4 separate regions of the Mus musculus genome follow, and regions 1, 2 and 3 are each linked to region 4. A link is a contact called in public promoter capture Hi-C data. All regions are on one chromosome and are shown on one strand. Each heading gives the region's core, a stretch centred on a gene start, on an enhancer-like site or on the middle of the called end of the contact. The rest is flanking DNA. Distances are from core to core; before and after follow the strand shown. Region 1 overlaps Kdm5a (lysine (K)-specific demethylase 5A). Region 2 holds the start of Il17ra (interleukin 17 receptor A). Region 3 has its middle 42 kb from the start of Cecr2. Region 4 holds the start of Hdhd5 (haloacid dehalogenase like hydrolase domain containing 5).

Evidence for each region. Promoter capture Hi-C pulls out the DNA fragments that hold promoters and counts their contacts. Capture Hi-C pulls out chosen DNA fragments and counts their contacts.
Region 1: a promoter capture Hi-C map of liver shows a contact between it and region 4, with 2.0 times the contacts expected there. The contact joins the enhancer-like site here to the promoter of Hdhd5 in region 4. A contact is called at or near these places in 6 of 39 promoter capture datasets (the 3T3-L1 cell line, 3T3-L1-derived adipocytes, the C10 cell line and 2 more), 1 of 484 Hi-C or Micro-C datasets (cortical neurons), 1 of 115 datasets of contacts at active chromatin or transcription factors (the SCID.adh cell line) and 4 of 9 other capture datasets (adipose tissue, liver, macrophages and 1 more).
Region 2: a promoter capture Hi-C map of adipose tissue shows a contact between it and region 4. The contact joins the promoter of Il17ra here to the promoter of Hdhd5 in region 4. A contact is called at or near these places in 4 of 39 promoter capture datasets (the 3T3-L1 cell line, 3T3-L1-derived adipocytes and macrophages), 3 of 484 Hi-C or Micro-C datasets (CD4 T cells, embryonic stem cells and uterus), 6 of 115 datasets of contacts at active chromatin or transcription factors (CD8 T cells, effector CD8 T cells, embryonic stem cells and 1 more) and 2 of 9 other capture datasets (adipose tissue and liver).
Region 3: a promoter capture Hi-C map of liver shows a contact between it and region 4, with 2.4 times the contacts expected there. The contact joins the enhancer-like site here to the promoter of Hdhd5 in region 4. A contact is called at or near these places in 5 of 39 promoter capture datasets (3T3-L1-derived adipocytes, the C10 cell line, liver and 1 more), 1 of 15 datasets of contacts at CTCF or cohesin (pro-B cells), 5 of 484 Hi-C or Micro-C datasets (centroblasts, centrocytes, liver and 2 more), 2 of 115 datasets of contacts at active chromatin or transcription factors (embryonic stem cells and trophoblast stem cells) and 2 of 9 other capture datasets (liver and pancreatic islet).

Annotation. Positions count from the first base shown.
Region 1 is chr6:120,436,750-120,440,814 of GRCm38.p6, forward strand. Kdm5a (lysine (K)-specific demethylase 5A) reads left to right here. Exons shown (of 28, transcript NM_145997.2): 28 at 2,238-4,065. The coding sequence ends at 2,444. Among named protein-coding and RNA genes, the nearest start is that of Il17ra, 24 kb to the right of the region's middle. Within about 2 kb of position 1,597, at least 3 of the 459 cell types and tissues checked have an H3K27ac peak or open chromatin away from gene starts, as enhancers often do. A contact at or near this core is called in liver, where this site is marked.
Region 2 is chr6:120,461,621-120,465,604 of GRCm38.p6, forward strand. Il17ra (interleukin 17 receptor A) reads left to right here and starts at 1,577. Exons shown (of 13, transcript NM_008359.2): 1 at 1,577-1,846. The coding sequence starts at 1,709.
Region 3 is chr6:120,622,592-120,626,634 of GRCm38.p6, forward strand. No RefSeq gene overlaps it. Among named protein-coding and RNA genes, the nearest start is that of Cecr2, 42 kb to the right of the region's middle. Within about 2 kb of position 2,625, at least 9 of the 459 cell types and tissues checked have an H3K27ac peak or open chromatin away from gene starts, as enhancers often do. A contact at or near this core is called in liver and pro-B cells, where this site is marked.
Region 4 is chr6:120,529,323-120,533,131 of GRCm38.p6, forward strand. Hdhd5 (haloacid dehalogenase like hydrolase domain containing 5) reads right to left here and starts at 1,977. Exons shown (of 8, transcript NM_144815.2): 1 at 1,845-1,977. The coding sequence starts at 1,970.

The DNA of each region.
Region 1 (4,065 bases), core at 347-2,846, 93 kb before region 4:
TGGTAGGTAGCAGATACATCTGACTTAGTAACTTTTTTTTTTAAGATTTATTTATTATATGTAAGTACACTGTAGCTGTCTTCAGACACACCAGAAGAGGGCATCAGATCTCATTACAGATGGTTGTGAGCTACCATGTGGTTGCTGGGATTCGAACTAAGAACCTTCAGAAGAGTAGTCAGTGCTCTTAACCGCTGTCATTCTCCTGGTAACATTTTTTTTACTATTGACTAGTATAAATGAAGACTTGATTCATTTAATAGGCTGTCATTATAAAACAGCATAGGATTTCAAATCCCATACAAAGCTGGTCATTTTTCTAATTCGCTTACAGACTCCAAATACCCAAAACACTCCTCTTCAGCTCCCTTGCAATAGTTGGCATTTATAAGTGCTGACTTTCCTTTATTCTACAGCCTGTTACATCCTAGTTTTTCTCTGGTTACAGCAGGATCTTTTCTTTATTTCTTTGAGCGGGATGGGGGATGTTCTATTTTGTTTGAGACAGGGTTTTCCTATATAGCCCTGGGTGTCCTGGAACTCACCCTGTAGACCAGGCTGGCCTTGAACTCAGAGATCTGCCTGCCTCTGCCTCCTGAGTGCTGAGACTAAAGGTGAGCACTACTAACTACTGCCTGGCTGTTATCAGTTTCATAACTATACTTTTGCTTTCTTCTGAGGCAAAACATGGAATTGAGTTTAGTTGGGAATAATTAAGTTGCTCTGAATTTACAGGAAGCAATATCACAGACAGCAGTGGTCTGAAATACATAGGAATCATCTAGAATGTCTTAAAGTCCACACTTAGTTCTTGGAATATGTACTTTCCTTTGCTTAATAAACTTAAAATTTTGCCACAGTGATCCCAACACTCTGGAGGCTGAGACAAGAGGATCTCAAGTCTGAGCCTGGCAGAGTGCTGTACTGAAAGATGAAGATGAGGCTAACCTAGGCTACATAGTAAGACTGTATGCTTAGGAGGGAACACCTAAAGAATTTAATTACAGGAGGGGAAATGAACAGATATTTAAGAACAATACAAATATTTAAGAATGCTTAGAACAGAAATGATAAAAGATAATAAAAGCCAAATCGCAATATTTTATAATTTTTCCATCCTTTATTATAAACCCAAAACTTACTGACATGACTTGTTTTACAAGCTATGGAAGCATTTTAAAACCACTCACTTTCCCTAAATAAAACGTATTTACCTAGCCAAGGCCTCCTTTGTCCTCTGGCTGTGTTAAGGGACTTCTTTGATCCCTTCATAATTCTTTGCTCCAAGGTCTAATAAAACTTATGATTTTAAGTGCCTTCCTGTATTGCCACCACAGTAACCAGCCTTTGTATTGTGAAGGGGGATGCCCGTAGCCCTATTGTAATGATAGATCTTGTCTGATAGGACATTAAGTATAAGGTTGCCTTCTGAACAGAAAAGCCTGAAGTTGCACTACTTTCCTACTTTACTATTAGCGCCAAGGTTTTAAGTCACCAAACTAAAGCCCTTTTGTGCCCCTCCTAGTCACTGTAGGGTCTGAAGGATCAGTGTTTGCCTGGCATCTGCCGCTGACACCTGTCACTTTCTCAGACTAATTTTAAACCCCAGAGTTAATCTATTGACCTGTGTCTTTGACTGTTGTAATTGGTTAACTTGTAAGATTTGACCTCTGATATTTGCTAACTTTTTATAGGGAGTTGTATTTGTAACGGAAGAAGAGAAGAATAAAAAATAGTAGTTTTAAAAGTGGCCTATGTGACTGCTTTTCTAAAAAGGTATTTAATGCTCTTAGTACTTTGGCTTATCTCTTTGAAATAAAGCTAATCCACAGGATTGCCTCACATTGTTGTCCTCTTCCTTTCTTGATTGTTAATTGCATTATTTTAGAGCCTAGAAATTGTTAATATTAGCTAAAACTACTTGGCTGCTCTATTAGAAATTTCTTTTTTGTTAAGTATTCCCCAATCATGTTTCTGCCTCACAAGGAACCCCAGGTATTCATGAGGGAATGGAGTACCTAAGAGGCCTAATTTTGTGGACACACTATGGTAAAATATAATTTGGGGGTATTAACTTCTCAGCTTCTTTCTTTGAAAAATAACCCCATAAGAAGTCATATCTATCTCTGGATATCCCAGTTGTTTGCTCTTCTAATTCCAAGAAAGTTCTCTGGTTTGCTTTTATTCTGGCCTTACTGTTATGATGCTAAACATCTCCCAATCTTTATCTCCTACAGGTAGACTGGGTACAGTGTGATGGTGGCTGTGATGAGTGGTTTCATCAAGTTTGTGTTGGTGTATCCGCAGAAATGGCTGAAAATGAAGATTACATCTGTATAAACTGTGCAAAGAAGCAGGGGCCAGATAGCCCAGGCCAAGCACCACCTCCTCCCTTCCTAATGAGCTACAAACTACCAATGGAGGATCTTAAAGAGACCAGTTAGCAGATGTCTGGTTAGCTTGCAACATGGGGGGAAGTGGACCACATTGAGACCTTACTCATCAAGCAGAGTGGTTCCGACCACTCAGAATGTTGTTTCCAAAGATGAATGGACTTCAGAAAAAGTCCTCTTAGTGCTGGCTTCCTCTCTGCATGGATTGTGTGGGCTCCATTCTCTTATCATCTGTGCAGAGGATGTCTTCTTTGGTGCAGCAGCCAAGTATTTCAACTCTTGATTCGTTGAGTGTGGTTTGCTGAATTAAGGTCAGGTTCTAATGGAACTCTCAGGAGGCTGTTTGGCATTAATACATTGATGTGCTTAGTGGGGCATATAAGAAGTGGCTTTCGACCAACTGATACTTGTTGTAGACGGTTACAACCTACAGGTGGTGCCATTGGAAGGCCCTGACCGTTTAAATATCCTTAGTTAGGATAATTGGACAGGAGTCAGAGCACAACTTTGTAATTACTGACATTTATGCCCTACTGATCCAGTTAAGAGAAGCAGGCCAAAGTTATCCCTTCTAGAAGTCTTGGAGTGGCAGTGCAGTCTATGACCTCAGCTGCTTGTGTTTATTTAGACCAATAAGAAAATCCTCCAAAAGATCCCCTCACTTTCCTCAGGAGGATGTCAAGCAGGTTAGAATATCTGATTAGACTGGATTCTGGGAAGAAGGGGTTTTTTTTTTGTTTGTTTGTTTGGTTTGGTTTGGTTTTTTCTTACTTCAAGGCAAGTAGGCCATTGGTTTGAGAAGTCCATCTGGGTCTGTGTTTTAGAAAAGAAAGGTAGGTACACAGATCCAGGTTTCTGGAGGGAGTAGGGATGACTAATGAGAATGTTTTACTGAGCCTCGGTGATGCATGCTTATCTGGGAAACCCTCATTCACAAGTATTCCAGACTCCACCATGCTTCACGCATGGCCATGAGCAAGACTGGCAGATAACAGCTTTTGCCTTGCAGCCCTAACCCCAATGCCTGTAGTTTCCAACATGGCCTCAGCAGATATTTGTGAATAACACCATGGCTTCATCAGAGGATGTGGGGCTGTAGGTCCTCTGGGTGTGAAGCTGTTCTAGTAAACCCATTTTTAAAAAGAAAGACTTGTTTTTACTTTTTTCTAAATGTCTCTGACTACTGACTGTTCTATAGATTATTTTTCCTTTTTTGATATACATATATGAATATAGATATATATATATATATTTACTGTTACCAGCAGCGTATGATAGAGTTTGAGCATCAGAAATCCATTTGGAAGCTTGCATTTTCTTTCTGCTTTTTGATAAAGAAATCCCATTCCTTCCTTGTAGTACAAGGAGTTAGCACTTCCTTCTTCATTCTCACCTAAACATATCTTCCACTTTTCTTCTATTCAAATAGATAATATATTTCCTCCATGTTGGGACTTGTCCCTGTCTGTTGGGCAGCTTGGTCTTATTCTAGTCAGTGCTGAATGTTTTGTATGTCTGAAACTATGGTGCTGTGCCCCCCCCCCCTGCCCCTATTGGGTTCTGTGTTCTTACAAAGGTCTTAGGTGGACTCTGTAAACTCCTGCTAGAAGGAGAATAATATATTTTAAAGGACAAAAAGGTTTTCTAAAAATGGTGTTTATCTTCACTATCC
Region 2 (3,984 bases), core at 327-2,826, 68 kb before region 4:
TCCTCATCCAAGCCCACAAGACAACAGGGTGTACCTCCCTGTGCCCTCCCTCCACAGCCTTGGGCGGGCTGAATTAGACCTTGTTTTGCTGCAGTAGGCTAGCCCACCTAGGGTGGAGTCTTCTGACCTAGGTAAAGTCTATTGTCCTGCCACTTCTGCAGCTTCCCACGAGATCCTGGCATAGTGGGGGATGGGGCCCCCCCTTTAAATTTCAAGGATTAAACATTGGGCCTTGATCAGAATCTTTGTCTTGGTCTCATTCTTCTCTAGTCATCATTCCTATCCAACCCCAGCTTTCCTTTCGGGAACCCAGTTCTCCGTGGCCGCTGGCGACTACACCTCCCGAGATGGGAATCAGCTCCCAAGAACCTTGGTAATAAAGAGAGAGCCCCTTGTTGGGTCTGAGAAAATAGCCAAAGGGTTTCAGTAAGACAAAAGTTTCCTTCTGCAAAACGGTGTACAGCCGTGTCTTACTGAGCGCATAAGCGCATCCAGTGAGAGTCGCGCTTGGTTTTATTCCCAACGTTAAGGGGTCCTGTGCCTTACTCCAGGTGGTCAGATCGTGGCCTCACATTCTTAGATGTTGCGGTTGATACCCAGAATGCAGTTTTTAGCAGCGGTGCAACCATGAGCACATATTTTCATTACAAGAAGTGTTAGTCTTGGAGAAATTTGAATTCCTAGTGGCTTCTTTGAATTTTTTTTTTCTCTCCAGGGGGTTCTAGAGGGCATCCCCAGGCCTTGTCAGAGACTCTGTCCGTTGTACTGCTCAGTCCCCCATCCTTCCACGCCTCTGCCCTCAGCCTGGCCTCAAACCTTCCTATGCTGTGTACCTTACCCAGCCAAACTGCACTCGGCGAGGCCACAGTGAGGCTCCTTGAAAGAGCTGGCTGTCTACACAGGCTGTCTCCGTTTCCCTCCTCTGATCCACTTTTAACCCTTCATACTTAGCAATGCTACCCCCCCCCCCCCACACACACACATCTCTGTTACAGAATGCCGTGTTTGCTTTAGTCCAGCCATGAGGTGACTAATTCACTGTCCAGGGTTTTGTTTTGTTTTGTTGGGTTTTTGTTTTGTTTTGTTTTGTTTTGTTTTTGAGTGTGCAAATGTATGATTCAACGCTGAAAGGGAAAAAATATAGTTTCATGGACTTGCTATATGAGACTTAAGCTACATGATCTGGCCATCAAAAACTAGAACTTTGTAGAAAAAACAAAAAAAACAAAAACGAGAAATAAGCATTACGACGATGCGATGGGCTTGTTTCTCCATAAAAACTGAAAGGGAGATTGAGCAAACAAACTCCTTGGAGTCCCGAGTCGGAAATTAGACTAAAATGATGAAACAGATCAGTGTAAACCGGGAGGGTACGATGGCGAGGACAGTCATAGCTCCACAGCAAGTTGACAGCGGGGCTCGGCTCCTTAAAACGGGTTCCTGGGCTCCTATCTTACTTAGCTGAGCAACATCCAAGGAGAGCCAAAGAGGCCAGGAGCACACCTGGGCCAAGGCGGAGGCGGGGCCAGAGGAAGGACAGCCCCCACCCAAGCCCCGCCCCGAGCGGCCCGCCCTCGGGGGAGCCGGAAGCGGGACAGAGGAGGCCGTGTGAAGCCGACGAGCGCCAGTCCTCGGCCGGGAAAGCCATCGCGGGCCCTCGCTGTCGCGCGGAGCCAGCTGCGAGCGCTCCGCGACCGGGCCGAGGGCTATGGCGATTCGGCGCTGCTGGCCACGGGTCGTCCCCGGGCCCGCGCTGGGATGGCTGCTTCTGCTGCTGAACGTTCTGGCCCCGGGCCGCGCCTCCCCGCGCCTCCTCGACTTCCCGGCTCCGGTCTGCGCGCAGGAGGTGAGAGAAGCCGGGCGGAGCGGGGATGCCCGGGCCGTCGGGGGTGGTGGAGAGGACGGCGGAGGGTGGTGAAGAGGTGTCAGAGGGGCGGGCGTCGGGAGGGCCGTCGGGAGTGCGGAGGGCTGTCAAAGGTGCTGAGAGCCGTCGCGAGTGCGAAGGGGCGGACGGCCCAGGCTCTGGCGGGCCCGGGGAGGCTGAAAGTCCGCCCTAGGGGCTCGGAGGACGGTCCCGGGCATGGGCGCAGCGTGGAGGCGCGCTGGCAGCGACTCCGGGAGTGGAGTCGCGGTGAGGGGGAGTTCTAGGGAAACTACGCGGGCGGCGGAGTCACTGGTAGCGCGAGGCGGGGTGACAATTCCGTCTGGGCCTCGGAATTGGAAGATGGAGGCACCAGAGGCTGGCAGCTCGGGATGGACATGGACCTAACCTTGGCAGGAGCTGAAATAATCTGGACTGGCCCCTAACTCCTTGCTTCCTGAGCAGTCAATCCTCCAGCTCTCCCATGCTCAGGTGCCCCAGCCTGGCCTCGGGGGTCCCCACAGGTTGGGTAGTGCGGGCGAGCCCAGTGCCCAGGGGAATCAAACAGGATGTGGGTTGAAAGATGCCGTCCATCCCATCTTTTTTTCACCACCACGTGTGTCCCAGAACCGAGCCTGCCAAAATTGAGTTAACATGTGTGGAAGTCTGCCAGTTTGTTACTGCCAGGGAGGACCACCCCACCCCCACGCCCCGCTGCGCTCTTAGGAAACTGACACACCCCTGGCGGTTGAACCTTACTTACTGTCAAAACAAAGCATAACAAAAAAACAGCGAACCTGTGCAAAACCTAGTGTCTGTTCCACGCATAAACTTTCCTCCCTGTCTCCCTTCAAGCCTTCTCTTCCTCCACTGGTTTTTCCAGCCCCTTCCCCTCCACTTCCACAGCTGACCCCAGGAACTGTGTCCAGTCGCTGAGTCGGAGGATATGAAACAAAAGGATAGTTCTTATCTAATTTTGTAGATTTACCAAAAGAGGGTGGGGAGAGGGTGACTATTTTTACTGGAAAAACTGTGTTTTTTAAAAAAGTCTGAGGGCTGCTGGGAAATGTCATAGTGCTCCCCGTACTGGGAAAGTCAGAGTGACATCTTCAGACAGGGCCAAAGTGTCAAAACATAGAGGATTGCTGTTTGTGTCTGGCTAGTCCTTTGCCAAGGGCCTCACGATACAAGTAAACTGAAAGTAGAGAAAGATGATTCCTGGGACTGCAGTGTCCAGGATGAAGTTGTCTTGGATGTAGGAACGTCTTGCAAGAGTGCTTTGCACAATCGGTGTGTGCAGAATCCAGGGAGGAGAAAATGACCCCCAGCTGGGCTGTTTCTCACTGAAAAGACATTTGAGCAGTTCTGTTCCAAACCAGGAGCCTCAGAAACATTTCGCTTAAAGCGTTCAAAAATCTCACTGGTGGAACGGTACCTGAAACAAGCAGGGTCAAGTGGAAGATGGGGGCATCTGTGGAACAGCAGAGAGAGATGGGTGGGAGCTGAGCCAAAATTTTAGGCTGTGAGGTCTGTGGAAGTTCACCCAGACCCTCAGCTACAGTCCCTGCCATAAATCTTGGGGGTCTTAGTTTTTTTAGTTTTTATTTATTTATTTTGAGTTGAGTTTTAGTTTAGTTTTAGTTTTTATTTATTTATTTTGAGTTTTTGTTTGTTTGTTTTTGTTTTGTTTTCCAGACAGGGTTTCTCTGTGTGGCCCTGGCTGTCCTGGATCTCACTCTAGACTAGGCTGGCCTCAAACTCCACCTGCCTCTGCCTCCCAAGTACCATGACCCAGTCACAGTTTTTATTTTTAACTTAGATTTTGGTTTTTGGTTTTTTGGGCTTTTTTGCTTGTTTGTTTGTTTTATGTGTGTTTTGCCTTCATATATGTAAGTGCGCCACATGTATGCCTGGTGTTCATGGAATTAAGAGGACATGGATCTTCTGGAACTAGAATTACAGGAGGTTGTGAGCCACCATATGGGTGCTGGGTCTCTCTGTAGGACAAGTGCTCTTCACTGCTGAGCCTTTCATCTTTCCAGCCTCCTTTACTTGGGAAGCTGCTGGCGGCTACATTTCTCTGCAGCCTCCCTTCTGTCTTCTCCTCTATTGCCTCACAGACA
Region 3 (4,043 bases), core at 1,375-3,874, 94 kb after region 4:
TTTGCTTTAAGCCATTTTGTGATGTTATGACTGTTAATGATTTCATTTGCTTCTGAGGTTGTATTTCCTTAGTGATCTATCTCTTTCCCTTAATTATTATGGTGTTTTTTAATGCAGGATTATAATTTCCTATATCCACCAGAGTTTTCATCTCATTTAGATACATTTTTAATGAATACAATTTATTATTTGATGGGTTTTGTGGTTTTGTGATAGTCCCACTCTGTAGAACCAGGCAGACCTCCGACTCTCACCAGTTATCTTTTTTTTTTTTTAAAGATTTATTTATTTATTATATGTAAGTACAACTGTAGCTGTCTTCAGACACTCCAGAAGAGGGCGTCAGATCTTGTTACAGATGGTTGTGAGCCACCATGTGGTTGCTGGGATTTGAACTCCGGACCTTTGGAAGAGCAGTCGGGTGCTCTTACCCATTGAGCCATCTCACCAGCCCTCTCACCAGTTATCTTGCCTCAGCTTTCCAATGGCTGTGATTACAGGAAGATGCTGTCATGGCCACACCATGCCTGGCTAGTTGTCTAAATGTTTTCTTGTTGCTGCTGCTGGTATTGAGACAGTGGCTCTCTATGCAGCCCTGCCTGGCTTAGAACATGCCACATCAACTAGGCTGCTCTCACATTTGCAAAGATCCTCCCACTCCTGCCTCCTGAGTGCTGGAGTTGTAGGTACCTGCTGCAAATCTCAGCTGTGTTTTATTTTGGACAGGGTCTTACATAGGCCAGGCTAGACACCAACTTGCCTTGTACCCGAGGATAACCTTGAACTTCGGATTCTCTTGCTTCTACTTCCAAAGTTCTGGGATCAAAGTTTGTGCCATCACTGCCTGTGGTGTGATCCCTACAGGATTAGACCCCAGACCTGCTGGGATGGTTTGACTGTGCTCAGCCCAGGGAGTGGCACTATTAAGATGTATGGCCTTAAGCCGGGCGTGGTGGCACAAGCCTTTGATCCCAGCACTCCCGAGGCAGAGGCAGGAGAATTTCTGAGTTCGAGGCCAGCCTGGGCTACAGAGTGAGTTCCAGGACAGCCAGGGCTACACAGAGAAACCCTGTCTGAAAAAAAAAATGTATGGCCTTGCTGGGGTGAAAGTATCAGAATGGGGATGGGCTTCAATACCTTCAACCTAGCTAGCTGCCTGGAAGCAAGTATTCTGCTAGCAGCCTTCAGATGAAGATGTAGAACTCTCATCTCCTACTGCAACCACACATACCTGCCTGGATGCTGCCATGTTCCTGCCTTGATGATAATGGACTGAACCACTGTATCTGTAAGCCAGCCCCAATGAAATGTTGGGTGTTTTGTTTTGGTTTGGTTTTTGGTTTTTTTCAAGATAGGGTTTGTTTTTTATTTTTCCTCTGTGTAGTCCTGGCTGTCCTGGAACCCACTCTATAGACCGGCTGGCCTAGAACTGAGAAATCCACCTGCCTCTGCCTCCCAACTGCTAGAATTAAAGGTGTGGGCCACCACTGCCTGGCCCTTAAATGTTGTTCTTATGAGAGTTGCCTTGGTCATGGTGTCTGTTCACAGCAGTAAAACCCTAACTAAGACACCTGCGAAGCCATCAGTCTATCAACTGAGCCACTTCCTCCGCCATAGTATTGCTTTTATCTTTGAGACAGGATTTCTCTATGTAGCCCTGACTGGCCTTGAACTCACAGAGATCAACCTCCCTTTCAGCCTCCAGAGTACTGGGATTAAAACCTTGTTGCTTGACTTCAACCATAGTTTAATTTTCATTTTAATTTTTTAAAAGATTTATTTATTTATTATATGTAAGTACATTGTAGCTGTTTTCAGACACACCAGAAACACATCTGATCTCATTACAGATGGTTGTTAGCCACCATGTGGTTGCTGGAATTCCAACTCAGGACCTTCGGAAGAGCAGTCAGTGCTCTTAACCACTGAGCCATTTCTCCAGCCCAACCCCCCAAGTTTTAATCGTAAAGAAAAAAACCTCAATTTTAAAGATGTGTCAAGAGGATGGAAAGATGGCTCAACAATTAAGAACATTTGCTAGAGGCAGATCTCTTGAGTTTGAGGCCAACTTATTCTACCAGGTCTATTCAAAGAAACCCTGTCTCAAAACCATCTATTCTCGCACCCCATCCATCAAAAATAACACTTGCTAGGTTGTTTCTGGTAGTATAAGCCTTAGGTCCCAGCACTCCAGAGGCAGAGGCAACAACAGATCTCTGTGAGTTCAAGGACAGCCTGGCCTACAGATCGAGTTCCAAGCAATCAGAGCTATGTAGAGACATCTGGAAGAAAGAAAGGGAGAGAGAGAGAGAGAGAGAGAGAGAGAGAGAGAGAGAGAGAGAGAGAGAATAGTGCTCTCCCAAGTTTAGTTCTTACGACCCACATGATGTCTCACAACTGACTATAACTTTACTTACAGAGAATCTAGGACCCTCTTCCAGACTGCATGGGCAGCAGGCACTGACATAGTACACATTATGCATGCAAGCAAAACACTCATACACATAAAATAAGAATCAATATTCAGGAAAGAAAGCTTTGGCGGCTTGGGCCTCAGGAGGCCTGACTTGTTTCCCTGCTACTATGCTGTGACTCCCAGCTGTAAATTCCTGGGGTTGCTTTTAAAACATTTTGTACTCAATCAAGCAGAACGAACCCGTGGGGTCAGATTTGGATTTGTGCAGATAAGACTAAAAGGAGATAAGAACCCTGGGCCCTGAGCCAGACCGTCCTGTCTTCCTGTCCCGGCCCTGCTCCTGCTTGTCTCTTCTCTTCCTGGACTTGTATCCTCATGGTTAGCAGGAGCAAACCCCTCCCAGGACGGCCGGTTACTCAGTGAAGGCACCCAGAGACAGCTAGTGTGGGATTCACGCATAAGCATGTGTTCCTTTGATGTTTTTTTTTTTGTTGTTGTTCTTCAAACTTGAAATTGCAAAATTAATTTTACCTAGCTTGATTTAAAGTTACAAAGATGAGAGAATGAAGAGCACTGACTGTTGTTTCTGAGGACGCAAGTTCGATTCCCAGCACCCACATGGTGGCTCACAACCATCTGTAACTCCCATTCCAGGGTGTCCAATCTCTTCCTGCTGCTGCAGGTACTGTATCCACATGGTGCACAGAAATACATACAAGTAAAGTACCGTGCATACACATAAAATAAGAATAAATACAACTTGTTTTAAAAAAATCATGTATAGGACAGGAGAGAAGTTTTGGCAGTTAAGAGAGTGTGTTCTTGCAGAGAACCTAGGTTTAATTCTCAGGACCAACACATCAGTTCCCAGCTGTTTATAAATCCAGTTGCACACAGGTGGTACCCATGCATATGTGTCAGGAAAGCACTTAGGTACCTAAAGAAATAAACATGAAATTATTTTTTAAAATTAGTATAAGAATGAGAGGCTAATTGTAAAACAGTGTGCCAGGTACCTGGGGATGGGGTGGTAAAAACTAGGAGCGCTCAGTGGGTACGGGGCGGGGGCGGTATTCACAGTTTCCAGCTGCCATCTTGCTGCCTGACCCTCACCTTTCCCCTCCTCCCATGCTCATGCCCACTCTAAGAAGGCTTTCTCAGCTGGGCTTAATCTCTCCGTGTATAATATGTTGCTGGTCAGGTATTTTGCTAGTAGGCTCACAGGAGAGCACCCTGGTAGACAGTAATTACGTATCTACTAGCAGGTTGGGAATGGTCAGCCTCTCTGCATACTGGAATTGCAAAAGGCTTAGAAATCTGGGGCCACAGTCTTTGGAATGGGGATGAATTTTCTGCAGTTCCTCTAAAACTAGGAAGATGACAACTCTTTCTGTAGTTCTTCCTCCTTTAAAAATATTTGGTGTGGCCAGGCGTGGTGGCACACGCCTTTAATCCCAGCACTTGGGAGGCAGAGGCAGGTAGATTTCTGAGTTCGAGGCCAGCTTGGTCTACAGAGTGAGTTCCAGGACAGCCAGGGCTACACAGAGAAACCCTGTCTCAAAAAAAAAAAAAAAAAAAAAATTGGGATGTGTGTGTGTGTGTGCGTGTTCCGGTGTGTGTTCCGGTG
Region 4 (3,809 bases), core at 727-3,226:
ATCCCACTGCACCTCAGCTCAGGAGAGTACACTGGGCTCCAGGCCAAGCGCAGAACAAATGTATCTTTCTTTATTCTACCAAACTTTGAGGAGGGATCTCTCTCCAAATGTCCTGTTATCTAGCAAAACTGTATCCCTCCCCACCAAAAAAATCAGCTACAAAGAAGTGACCAGTTATTTACCTAACTTGTATGATGCCTGGGTTCTTTTCTCAGCTCCTTCCCCCCATCAAAGAACCAACTCCTGAGAGAGTAATGAGTCAAAGGCTTCTTTCTCTGCTGCTTTTACAAGCGCTGGGTCCAGAATTCCAATTCAAACTGAGCTAGCAGCCAAGCTGGGGCCCTTTTCATCACTCCTTGGGCTGTTCTGGAATTAAGTGAGGATTCTGGGAGGGGCTGAGGTCTCCATCTGGCCACACCGCTCACATCCCCTGCTTCAGCTTCTGGCGAGTTCAGGTCCACCCCTTGTAATCAGTCTATTTCCTCTAATCGGCATATCTCATTCATACTCAGTGCTCTCTCAGGATTCCTGCAGCCCTTCCCTCAAAAACTCAAAAAATTCCTAGGACTCATGGGTAAATTTCAGAGGGCCCATAGAAGCCCTTACTTTTTTTTTCAGAGTTTTGGTCTGATTTTCTCATCTTACTCTTCCCACAGAGAATCAGCATACAGGTCTGAAAAGCTAAGAGGGTAGGATTTCTCTATAAACACCATGCTTAGACCCCTCTAGGGGTTCAGTAATGGCTGTTGTGTGACCCCAAGGATAGCTGGGACGCACTTCCCTTGAGATAGCAGTTCAATTTCATTTCTGTCCCATTGTGAATCCAAGCAACACTGCTCTGGATCCCTGAAAGCGGGCCTAGTGGCACATGCCTGAAAACCAGCACCTAGGAAGCAGAGGCAGGTGGATGGGTCAGCAAGGACTTTTGGCTAGCCTGGTCTACAGGTCAGTTAGGGAACGTATTGTGGCTTCTCACACAAACACACAACAAATCTATTCACTTATAATTTCAAAATAAGTCGAGAGAAGTGTGTTAGGCATGGTAATAGCACTGTGGTTCAGTGTAAAACGCCTCTTTTAAAGCTTCCCACACAGTTTAGGGTTTAAATAATAAAAACTCCAGGATTTAAAGTATTACAGCCATAAAGCGGGAGAGAGAAGCAGGTGCGCCAAAACGAAGTGATTAGTTGTTTGAAAAATAAAAATATGGAATTCATACTCTCTCATAATTTTTGGAAACTCACATTAAAAAAAAAAAAAATCAAAGCCCAGCAAGAAGGCTAAGCTGTTAAAAGTTTGTTGAACAAGGCTGAAGATGAGTTCCACATAACACACACTGGAAGGTGAGAACCCCAAAGTTGTTCTCTAACCTGCCTACTACTCCTTTCTCTCTCCCTCTCCCTCTGTCTCACATACACACAACACATGATGATGATGATGATGATGATGATGATGATGATGATGATAACAGTTCCTTTGCCTTGATGGCTGCACACCTGAGCCGTACAGTTTACTGGCCATATTCAAACAGTTACCTTTTTAGAAATAAGAATCCGCGAACCCTTACTTCGAGCAGAAGTGGAAACGAATTAACTGCTGAGGCACATTCCTGACGCGCGGGAAGGAGCTGCGAACCCACCCGAGGCTGACCTGGGGTTGGTTTTTCTCCGGACAAGGACTCTTCCAGCGGGTGGAAGGTGCGCACCCGGACACCGCTTCGGGAAGGACGAAGGGTTCCGCGGCTCCACGGTCTCCGGGAGGGCGGCCCCAGGCCAGGATGCTCAGTGGCCCGCACGGCCCTCCCGCCCGCAGGCCCTGCGAGTGCAGACCCCATGCGTCCTCACCTCAGCGCTGCCCGCGATGTAGCCCCTCCGGGGCCCGCAGCCCTGGAGCCCCGCAGACAGGCGCACAGGCAGTTTCCACAGATGGCGCCCGGCGCCGAGAACCCCTAACCCGGCGAGCGCAGCCATCGCGCCCGTCGCGCGCACGCGCAGACTGTGTGTCTCTCCCACTCTCGAGCCCGGTGCCCCCTTCCCACGCACAGCCGAGCAACCAATCAGCGGCCGCCCGCGCAGGGCCTCTCGGGGGTTGTAGTCCGACCGTGGAGCTCGGGCTCGGGTTGCGAGTTCGGAGCGGAGAGCGCGTTCCTGACACTGAATGGCGAGGCTCTGGGTCCCTCGCTTCCCCGAGAGGAGACTTGGGGTCAGCGAGTATCGACTCGCGGCCACCCGTGCTGGGAGGACAGACACCTGACCAATCAGTGCACCTGCTGACTTCCGGGAGCGTGTTCCTCGGCACTTTTTGGAGCTGGGGTGACCGTGTGGAACAAGGCAGCCTAACCTTGAATTGGGGAAGAAGACCATTGTTTTGAGACCTAAATCCTCTGAGCCTCATCCAAAGAATGTTGAATGGCGTGCTGCTTCTTACTCTTTAAAATCTTTTACTCAGTAAACATGCGCGGCAGTCCTACTTCCTGCGGGCTCTGACCCAAAATCCGGGAAGGAAAGATCTCCTTGATTCACACTTGGTAGGGAGGCTGGGATCAGTGTACGAAACAAGGTAAAAAAAAAAAAAAAGAGCACTGTCCCGAGAAGTCAGATAATGGATTCAACAAACATGTAATGTGTACAGCTAAGCACTCTGAGGAGAGAATACGCTTAGGTCAGTGAGCAAGGACAGTGGAAGTCAGTCTGGTCATCCTGACATAGGAGCCTGCTGCAGAAAGAACTCTCTCTTCGCTTTGTTTGAAAGGTGTGAGATGCTCTCTTCCTTAGTCTTTGACCTGTTCCTGGATATAATCATGCCAAAAAAAGTAGTGAGTCGAAGAGAATGGGTTGGAGGGTCAGGAATGCACAAGGACTCCGCGCTAACTCACTTCCGTTGTGTCCATTGCTTCTCAGCTTTGAGGACTAAGATCATAAATCAGAGTAACTGCTGTTGATGAAAAATTGGAAGATGTATTGCCGTTAGTCAAACCCACCATAGCACACAGCACCTAAGCCCAGTCAGGGGATACCCTGTCCAGGTTTGGTTTTTGTTTTGTTTTGTTTTGTTTTGTTTTAACCTCTTCCCGCTTTTCAAATAAGAAACTAATTTAGGAATAGGTGAGGTGGTGGCTCATACCTATTATCCTAGCGCTCCAGAGGCTTGCAGAAGGATCACCCCAAGACATTATCTAGATGATGATGATGATGATGATATAAAGAAACCAATTTAGCAGCCTGAGGGTTTTAAATGTACCCACACTTGTTCTAGTGACAGCCTCCCCTGTGAAAACACATATTTTACCCCTCACCAGATCTTCAGAGCTCAGTCTTCACTCCATCCTGCACTAAGTCTGGATACAACTGGTAATAGGGAGGGTCCCTCTGAAAGCAACAGGATACGTGCATAAAAACATATCTGAGAGAGACAGTGTAAAACACCACAGCTTCTGTCCTGAATGGAAGTTCATTGAATTGTGTAGTCTGGCTCTGTGACTTTTTTTTCCCCAATGCTTTTTTTTTTTTTTTTTTTTTTTTTTTTGTAAAGACTTATTTCTTATATGTAAGTACACTGCAGACACTTCTGTCTTCAGACACTCCAGAAGAGGGAGTCAGATCTTGTTATGGATGGTTATGAGCCACCATGTGGTTGCTGGAATTTGAACTCAGGACCTTCAGAAGAGCAGTCGGTGCTCTTAACTGCTGAGCCATCTCTCCACCCCTTCCCAATGCTTTTCATAAGAAAGTTTTTAAAACAAACAAACAAATAAACAGACAGAAAAACAAACCGGGGACCTTGGGGCAGTGGTGGCACTTGCCTTTAAT